2 separate regions of the Rattus norvegicus genome follow, and region 1 is linked to region 2. Evidence: chromatin contacts called from public Hi-C data. All regions are on one chromosome and are shown on one strand. Each heading gives the region's core, a stretch centred on a gene start, on an enhancer-like site or on the middle of the called end of the contact. The rest is flanking DNA. Distances are from core to core; before and after follow the strand shown.

What was found. A called contact is a pair of places that touch in the nucleus more often than the background predicts.
Region 1: a contact with region 2 is called in a Hi-C map of the A7r5 cell line, with 8 times the contacts expected there. The contact joins the enhancer-like site here to the promoter of Kprp in region 2. A contact is called at or near these places in 2 of 12 Hi-C or Micro-C datasets (the A7r5 cell line and the Rat2 cell line).

Annotation. Positions count from the first base shown.
Region 1 is chr2:181,210,410-181,215,757 of GRCr8, forward strand. No RefSeq gene overlaps it. Among named protein-coding and RNA genes, the nearest start is that of Lce3b, 33 kb to the right of the region's middle. Within about 2 kb of position 2,537, at least 2 of the 93 cell types and tissues checked have an H3K27ac peak or open chromatin away from gene starts, as enhancers often do. A contact at or near this core is called in the A7r5 cell line, where this site is marked.
Region 2 is chr2:181,126,814-181,131,916 of GRCr8, forward strand. Kprp (keratinocyte proline-rich protein) reads right to left here and starts at 3,015. Exons shown (of 2, transcript NM_001002290.1): 1 at 3,002-3,015; 2 at 1-1,517. The coding sequence starts at 1,489.

The sequences.
Region 1 (5,348 bases), core at 1,287-3,786, 83 kb after region 2:
GGAATACCCACAATACAACTCAAGGGCCACATGAAGCTCAAGAGGAAGGAAAACCAAAGAGTGGATGCTTCAGTCCTACTTAGAAAAGGGAACAAAATAATCAAGGGCAGTAGAGAGTGGGAGGAACTTGGGAGGAAGAGAAGAGGGGAGTGGGAAAGAGGGGCAGAATCAGGTATGGGAGGAAATGGAGGAGATATATAGAGGGTCAGGAAATTGAAAAGAGGTGTGTAGCCATGGGGCATGGGGAACTGAGGGTACCAACCAGAAAGTCTCAGATGACAGGAAAGCAAGAGCATCCCAGAACCCAACAGGGGAGAAATTAGCTGACATACCCCACAAAGGGGAGAGAGAACCTGTTAAGACCATATTCAGAGGTTAGGCGTGGCCCCCCGGTTGAGGGATGGGGCCACCCACCCATATCCAAAATTTTAACCCAGAAATGATCCTGTCTAAAGGAAACACAGGAACAAAGAGTTGAGCAGAGACTGAAGGAAAGGCTATCCAGAGATTGACTCACCTGGGGATCCATCCCACCTGCATACACCAAACCCAGACAGTATTGCTAATACCAAGAAGTGCTTGCTGACAGGAGCCCGATACAGTTATCTCCTGAGAGGCGCTGCCAGATCCTGACCAATGCAGATGTGGATACTTGAAGTCAACCAACCATCAGGACCATCACAGGGACCCAATGGAAGAGTTAGGGGATGGACTGAAAGAGCTGAAGGGGCCTTATCTGGCATCAATAGGAGGGGAAGCCCTTGGTCCTGTGAAGGCTTGCTGCCCCAGTGTAGAGGAATACTAGGGTGTTGAAGCGGGAGTGGGCAGGTGAGTAGGGGAGCACCCTCATAGAAGCAGGTTAAGGGGGTGGAATAGAGGGTTTTCAGAGGGAAACTGGGAAAGGGGATGACATTTGAAATGTAAATAAATAAAATATCCAATTTTGAAAAAAGAGATTTGTGAAATCTCCCTACAGGAGATTAAACACATTAGTATATACACTAAGGATGGCTCTTCTTTCCCCTCCCTCTATACATCCTCTTCCTGCATGGAATTCAGAAGGGCCAGCCTTCTCAGGCTCCTGCAGGCTTCTGCAAGTTTTTATAGGTTTCTGCAGGTTTGGCAAACACTCATCAGCAACAAGGTGCTCTTCACTGCCAAGCCCCAAGGCAAAGCTAAGAGAAACCCAAGAACATTGTTCTTACCCATCTGGGAAAAGTGCCAACAAGGGATCAGGCTCTGGACCAATGTCCTGCAGAAATGCGGCATTTCTTTCTGTGCTTGTATGTTAAGAAGTTAACTTCACTGCAGTTCTACACAGAGCACATCCATTGTGCAGACTTCTTCAAACACTGCCCTTCTCACCTTGCTTCTCTGAAGACTCAGCTGTGTTTTTTTTTTCTCTAGTGCTCCAGAACCTACCTGGACTGTCCCAATCCTTCAAGAAGTTTAGAGACTGGAATAGGAACAAGTGCATGAGGAACATCAGGTTCAGTGTAGATGAAGAACATGCCCAGGGGATCTTGTGTAGGAGAATAAGGATTAGTCCTGGGTGAGCCAAAGTCCTGGTAGGGGAGGGATAGCACTGCATAGCCACATCAATAGCCACATCAGGCATCTAGCCAGATCTGATACTCATCTACCACCATGTTCTACCTCCAGCAGACAAAGTCAGTCCTTCCTCTCTGGAAACCATCGAGCCTCGCAACTGCCATACGCTGGGAGCTTAGTCCTAAGATAAGGATCTGATTGTTCAGGTCCCCCTGAGTGTCACATTGGCATAACTACCAGCCCTTTTGATCAACCATAAGAAGACATAAAGAAGATGGATTATATATGTCAGTCATTGTTCATAACTGAAACTTATTGACAACAGTGGGTCTGTACTGTCAAAACAAAAATTTCCAGCCATGGGGTTAAGAACTCTCATTCCATGAAAATAGCACAGTAATTCAAATGAGTACTGAGTTCAGGACCTTACACAATCTAAAAAGCATCCTCTGTGGGTCTGTTCCCTGTCAGCTCCTCTCCCTCCTTTCTCACTCTGCTTGCTCACTTCACCCTGTTTCCCCTGAGGAGATGATGAGGAATTTCCTTTGGACTGATGGGGGGACATGAGAAGAGGCAGCAGTCTCTGAGAACCTCCTCTTCAAGGCCCAGTCAGGTGTCAGCCTCCAGGGAGTGCCACAGCACAGCCACATACCTAGGTGAGTCATCTCTTTCTAACAGCTTTTTGAGAAGCCCAGACTGGATTCTGGACCTGCCTTTCCCTTGGATTGTGCACGGAGCACTTGCTCTTTACTGTTAGAGCCGAGGAAGAGGGCAGCACAGCCTGCAACAATAGAGGTTACAAGGCTAGGAGCCAGACCACCTGGATTTAATTCCCTACCTTGTAGTAGCTGTGTTACCTAAAACTAGTTAATGTCTCTGGGTGTCAGTCACTCCATTGTTAAATGTATCTTGTCACAGACTTGTTTTTCAATGACTGTAGTATAGTTTTAACTGAGTCATGGAGCTGCTATGTTTCTAGGTCAGCCATGTGCCCATCTAAAGGATTCCATTCACAAATCTTGAGTCTACAGGAATAGGCAAGAACAGAGTGGAAGCCTGTGACTTCAATTTTAAAAGTTGTTTCAGAGGAGTTCATCTTTCTACTTGAACTGTGCCTGCCTCAGTTTCTGCCTGACTAACTGTTCCTGCCAGACATCCATTACTGTAGTGACAAGAAGCGCTGATGATAAATACTTACCTGTCTTCTTCATAATCTCCTGGAGAAGCTTCCAGTTGAATTATTATGTCTGCTGTTGGTTGTGGTCTTGTCATGTGTGGCTTTTGCCTCAAGTCCATGGTTAATAGGGATGAGAATTGGCCTCAGCACAAGTACAACTTCAGGATGCACAGACCAGAGACAGATACTCAGTAAAGATGATTCTCACTTTAAAAGTAAATCCGTGGTGAGGCATGAGAACTACACCCATGTGAACATAGGGACAAACATTATTCTCCACAAACCAACACAACAATTGGTTATCCCATGCCAAATGGTCAGCCACAGGTAACATTATCAAACTGAGAAGGTTGCATTTCTAGATAATAGAAATACAGAGAGAGAGAGAGAGAGAGAGAGAGAGAGAGAGAGAGAGAATATATACATATATAAATATAAAGATGTCATAAATTTGAAAAACAGCAAGATGGAACATGAGAGAATTTGCAGGGAAGAAAACTATGGGAGAACTGATGTAATTACAATATAATCTAAGAAAGTAAAAAGTATATTTAAATTTTAAAAGAAAAAAATTCAAGTACTCCTTGAGCTTCTGATTCCTTTTGCTTTTCTGATACTCACACCAACCTTTTTTATGCATTTTATTCTCATTGTAAAATAAATTATCATAATTATTTGCTAAATAGTCTCTTTTCAAAAATTGTGATGGTTTGAACGGTTGTGAGTCTTGTCAGATTAAGAGAAAGACATTCTTTCTGAGAAATAACTAATCCCTGAAGATACAATAAATACCAAAAAAGCCTAAATCCATTTCCTAAATCACCTCCTCTATGAATACCACTTTCTCTGCCCTAAGAGTAGGTGTGAGCAGACAACAGAAAGGGCTATGTCAGGCTTTTAAGGACCACTATCCCCATGTGCTGAACTCTTCTGCCCTACCCTCTTCTTCCTTCCCTGGATAGAAACACAATAACAAAATATAGTCTGTGTTCCTGATTTTCTGCTGGTTGCTGACAAACCACTGGTTTGCCATGGACCCAGAATTTCATGTTTTGCAACTATTTTATGCAAGTAATCTTATTCCCCTCCATCACTTACTCCTTGCTTTAGTTCTATCTTTTTATTTTTTGTTGTTCACATCTCATCCCTGTCTACTTGCTGAGATATCACTGTGATCAGAGGTTTTTCTCTGATCATTTATTCAGGAAGACAACTGCTGAGCTGTTTGAATTCAAAGCTATTGTTGCCCTTTCCACTTGAAGGCAGCTAGGCAGAATCTCTGTTCACATACCCACTGCTGAGATGCCTTACAGGGACTACCCCATGTGCTCTGGTCAAGATGCCCAATTGTCTTTCCCAACAGTGACTTTACCTTTTCTCTTTTCTGGCTGACCAATAAATTCTTGGTTTATTTTTAAATAGAATGACTTACCAGACACCCTCAAACGATATGTTATTTCAAAGCAGGGATTTAGATCTTCTGATAGCACTGGGTAAGACAGAAACTTAAAACCTCAAGGCAGTGACTTGCTGTGACAGTCAGGATCACAAAACAGTCTGGGCCCTAGCCAGAGCTGATAGCTGTAGTTGGGCTTATCTATGCAGCAGAGGCGTCCACAGCAAAACAGGCAGGAGCAGCTATGAGCACTGAGGTATGGCAAACGCTCTAGGAAACCGCAGGAAGTTAGCTAGCGCACTAAGGACTGAAGACATAACTGGCACTGTGAACAAGAATTCCTGGAAAGAAGCTGTTTGCAAAGGCAGATTGGCTGGTTAAAATTCAGTGATGAATAGACATTGCAGCCACAGGTAAATTAGAATTTATCTTGGGGTTAAAGATAAATTTCTATTCTTTGCCCGCCTCTGTCTCTCACTTAACATCTGATAAGTAGCTCATGAAGCCAGACCTAACATCCAGACAAACATAAAATAATGTATTAACTTAGTAAAAGCCTATTCTTCACAAAATTTGGAGTCATCACATAGCATATAAGATGGCTTTACTGTGACCACCTACTTAGTGTTTATTCCAGTAGAGTTTAAAGGTGTCTGGACTTACGGCTTTCTTTATTTGGTTACAACAGAAACTTCATGAAATATTGGAGCATGGAATTTGGGGTAACTTAAATCTGTGTACCTGGGCCATGGTCACTCCTATCTGGGTACAGAAGGAAAAAAACTAAAATCTACTCTTTCTTTCTTTGCGGTGAGAGCTCTCTTATGGTGACAGCAGTGATGCCCAGCAACAGAAAACTTTGAAACACAGCAGAGAAATTTGGCTGAGGTCGGTAGAAACTTGAAAACAATATCTTCCTCTCTCCCTTTCCCCACAGAGGAGGAGCTGAAAGCCCTGAGTCTGTGGGACCAATTACCTATCCATCTTTGTGGACAGGAGAATGGAGAACTGGGGACTGATGGGAGAAACTAGGAAGCTGTGTAGGCTTCCTCCTGGGGTTGCGGCTGAGATCAGTGGAACTTTTAGTAAGGGCTCCCGTCTTCCCCTCTCCTACATACTGGTGCCATAAAATAGACCAAGGGAATCGCTCCAAAGTGCCCAGATCCAGTTGTGGGTCCTATACATCTCCATGGGTGGAGAACAGGGACCCTGAAGTCTAACTCT
Region 2 (5,103 bases), core at 1,765-4,264:
GTGGGCGTGGGCGTAGTTCTGGACTTGGGCATGGGTCTGGACGTGGGCGTGGGCGTGGTTCTGGACTTGGGCATGGCTCTGGACGTGGGCGTGGGCGTGGGCGTGGACGTGGTTCTGGACTTGGGCATGGTTCTGGACGTGGATATGGACGTGGTGCAGGAACTGGACACCGCCGCCATGATGATTCTGGAGACCGGTCAAGACGCTGTGGCCTACAAGGTCTTGGGAATGCATGTGGTTCTGCGCATGGCCTCAGGTCTGGGCAAGAGACACCCCAAGAAGGTTGCCGGGGACAACTCCGAGATCTTCCTCTGATGGGAGGAATCTGGACAGGACACCTCTGAGGGGGAACCTGCCTTGGGCAGCAAGGCGAGGAAATCTCTATCCTGCATTTGGGTCCACATCTTTGAGAACAGCCTGAAGGGCGGCCCCGAGGAGAACAGTGGCTGCCGTAGATGGGTTCTGAGCGGCGGGGTGGAGTGCAATAGTTGTAGGAGCCTGAAGAGCACCGGGATGGCAGGCAGCTGCTATAACAGGGCTCAGAATGTCTTGGTGGAGAGCAGCTGCGATAAGAAGGCTGAAGCCGACGAGAAGGGAGGCATCGGCTGGCACTCTGAGACCTGCGCTGTGCAGTAAAGCTTCCATAGGTGCCCTGGCCCTGGCATTGAGGTGCACAAGTGCTAAAGGAAGTCCCGGACCGACGCTGGGAGGAGCAGTTGCTGTAGGATGCTCGAGACTGGAGTTGGGAGGTGCAGCTGCCAAAGGAAGCCTGTGACTGGCGCTGAGTACCACAGTTGGTATAGGAGGGTCTGGACTGAAACTGGGGTTCGCAGTAACTGTAGGAAGCCTGAGACTGATGCTGTGGACCACAGCTGCTGTAAGAACCCCGTGACTGTGATTGAGAAGTGCAGCTACCATAGGATCCCTGATACTGGTACCGAGTGGAGAAACTTCCCTGGCCCTGGCCCTGGCCCAGTGAGGGACATTCTACATAAGTGTACCCAGGCTGAGGAGCTGGAACAGGCACGTAGTTTGAAACTGGATATTCCACAAAACGAGTTTCTGTATAATACACTGGAGCACACTCTACATAGTAGGTCTGAGGAGGTTGTGGAACTTGCACATAGGAAACCTGAGATTGGCATGGAGCCTGGCATTGAACACAGGAAACCTGAGCCTGGCAGGGAGCCTGGCACTTTATCTCAGTGGTCTTAGGCTGGCATTTCACCTGGGTGGTCTTGGTCTGGCATTTAACGTTGGTGGTTTTACATGGAGCCTGGCCCTTCACTTCAGTGGTACTGGACTGGCATGGAGTCTGAGAAACTTGAATGGGGCATGGTGCAGCACATTCCAGAAATTGCATCTCACACGGAGCTTCCACTAGCACCTGGTTGTTGGCATGAGGAAACTGTGAGGGACCAAAGGAGGAACCCTTGACACAGCACTGGGGTATTGGCCCACAACACTGAATCTCTTGCTGGTCACACATGGTCCTGGTGCAGGTGGGTGAGCAAGACCTGAGGGTAGAGAAACCAGGGTCAGGAGGCTGAAAGATGGGAGTGAGGAGCTGGGATCTAGAACCAGAAGCCTGGTGTCTTCTCTGGTTTTTCTTTAGATGCCTTCAACCTTTACTTACTGACTTACCTGAGCCCATGCTAGTCATTATTGTTCGTGAGACCTGCCCCCTCTCCCTGCCCCCTAACCTGGTTATGCCAAAATGGCTCAGTTCTGCATAGCTGGATATAAAGGTAGGCATACCAATGTCTGCCACCAGAGAGCAGTGATGACAAGCAAATTAACACTTAACAAGTCAAGTGATGGAAACAGCCCTACAGGAAAAACAAGTAACAGCTTGTTTCCCATACATAGCCCAAACTGAGGCTTCCATGCACACAGGGAGGTATACACAAGCCACATGTAAAAATGACCATGAGGCAGGGCTGGGGGTACACAGGCATTATCTATGTTCACATTACATCAAAAAAAAATCCACTGAATTAGCAAAGGATCAAGGAAAATTCTGGACCTGTCAGGCCCAGTGCTTAATATTTGCTGCTCCCATCCAATCTTTTTAAGTGAATTAATTTAAACAGATCTTCAGAGAAATATGAAAATTCATATATACTTCACATGCAAAACATACCATCATTAAGGACAGCACGGTCACTTGCCCAAGCAGACTGCTGTTATTAATCATCTAGAGGGTAAAAATCTGCTAACTTCAGAAATATTTTCTCCTCAGACCCTCTGAGATGCTAATGAAGCTGAGATAACCCAGAGACTATCATATTCTTCATGACATTCAAGGATTTACAGTGATGTAAGTAGAGTCGGAAACACTTATGGAACTGCATAGCAAGATCGTCACAGTATGACATAAGGCATTCAGGCATACATTCCTATACTACCCTTACCTTGCAAGAAAATACAGTAGTTCCCATCTGCTTTTCCCAGAGCTACCTGTCTGTACAGGTAGCCCAATGACTGGCAAAGAACAGAGCTAATCTGTCAATTAAATCATAACAACAAAACATCTCTCACAACCTTCCAGGATACCTAAAATTCTTCCACTGGTAGACAGAACTAGACATTTTCCATTTGTAGCAATTGTCTATGTTTGTGTTCCCTACACATGGTGGCTCATCCATCCTCATGTGCCTCTACTCAGATAAAACAAATAACTACTGTTTCCATCCTTTTATGCATCTAGGGACTCAAAATAAAAGAACATTGTATCTTTTCCTGGGACAATGAGTCACTAACAAAAGAAATGGTACCTGGAGAAAAGACCAGGACTGTCAAAGGCAAATACACCAACTTTTAAACCCCATATCTTTCCATAAACCCTAAACATTTTATAATCCTTAATCAATTTTCCACCTCAGACTGATGTCTCTCTGCCCCAGCTTCTGCCTTAATCATTCCTCAGTTTTAGAGTCTGGGAACCCCTTGAATATCCATCAACCCCAACATGATCCCCGGACCCAGCTTCCAGACTCACCCTCCTCAGCAGGCACAAAGTCATCCAGGCTAAGGCATCTGGGCAGAGGACTGTGTTTATATAAAGAGCTGTGGGTCTGGCTCAAACCATGAGACAACTGGTTGGCATCTGCCCAAGGTAACATTCCACCACCTAATTTCCTCCCTGTGTGCTGTCCGTCTAGTCACCTACAGAGCTGGGAGTGTCTTTTTCTGGTGTCAGAGCTTCTAGACTATGGAGAAGCAGGTCATTTTCTTCCTCATTGTTCATCCTATCAGTTTCCTCTCCATCCCAACAGGACTCAATGATGAAGGTGTTGAGGAGGCATTGAGGTATCATCTCTCCTAGAAAACCGTTCCATATTCTACTATCCCCTTGCCTTAGATTCTCATGAGATAGAAGTAATGAAGAAAATGTGGGGTCAGAGCTGCATCTAGGGTCTCATGCTGCTAACTTACAGCTTGGCGACCTTTATAACTAAGTTAGAAGTTACTTTACTCTTCTCCAAAATGGGTGAGTCTTTTTACCATTGTCATGGAGACTATAACAATTGTTTCATACAAATCCATCTTACTAAGAACGATGTTCAAAATATCCAACATTTTCTCAAGAGAAAGCACACCACAAGCAAAAATGCAACTGGATCACTGTGCATCTGCTATGGCCCAGTCTAAAGCTGAGAAGACAGTGGATGAAGAGCAAGTGTTTGGTGGATGCTGTAGAGAAGTCTTCCAAAGCAGCATAAGGCAGTTCATGTGTTAGAAAACAGCACGGTTCAGAATAGAACAAGCAAGGGGGCCCCATGAGCCACATAAACACAAGTTGGGTATCCTTTATATTTCTCTGCACTTCGCTAAAATTAACAACTAATATTTTTAAATGAAGAGATTTTAGTTAATGTTCTAGATCTCCAGGTTTTCCTTTATAAATCAAGTTTGTTTAGAGATGCCTGCCTTTTATCAGACTGGCAATAGTTACCTTCCACTAATATGGTATATAATTTTCCATTCTACAAAGCTTCATCATGGTTTGGTTTTGGGGGGTTTTGAGGGTTGTGGGTTTTTTGTTTGTTTTTGTTTGTTTGTTTTTGTTTTTGTTTTTTGAGACAGGGTTTCTGAAACTCTCTCTGTAGACCAGGCTGGCCTCAAATTCAGAGATATGCCTGTCTCTGCCTCCTGAGTGTGGGGGTTAAAGGCATGTGCCACCATGCCATCATTCTTCATTCTACATGTACAATGCAATGTAAAGTGCAAGGCTCCTTATATTATTTTTCCATTATTCTTTTTATGGTTAAAAAGGAAGCAAGCATTGGGCTAGAGCTATGCTCAATGGTTAATAGTACTTACTCTGTAATCCTGAGGATAAGAGCTCAGATGCCAGCAGTAACCCAACAACTAGCCAGGCATCCTCTATAAAAGCTCATAATTTCAACTTTTAGGGGACACAAAGCTAGAAGGATCACTAGGGAAGACATACTGGCTTCCAGCCTAGCCATGCTATGAATTCTCAGGTTCAGGAAGATACTCTGCCTTAGAAGAATATGTGGTCAGTAATAAAGAGGACACATGACATCCTCTCCTCACCTCTACATGCAGGTCCGGGCATAAGCACTAACATATGTACATGCATAAGCACTCACATAGACACCCTCTCATGCACATAAATAAATCAAAATAAATTTTGACAAAAGAAAACAAAATCTCAAAAGTCTTTACTCAATCATCACCATCTAGCTTTTGGAATCATTCAGATTCTAACCAAACTTATAAGCAAACGTAAATTTAAATATATTTTGAACTCTAGTATTTACTAATGAAGTGAAATCTACTTAGTTTCCATAAGCCCAAACCTATTGTATATGAACTCTTAAGAACGTTAAGAGGGAGAAATATGAATAAAAAGGAGAAGTAAGCATGAAAGGTCTTAAGATTATTGTGTGAGGTAGATAAGAAAATTGATATTAAATACTTAATATAGCCATGTCCCCCTCTGTGATTCATTTTCTTCATGAAATGATGGGACTTATAACACCTAGCAAGTGCTTCTGGGGACAAAATTATATTGTAGGTATGAAAGTTCTTTGTGTCCAACAGTGCACACACAAATCATGTTTCTGAAGTCTC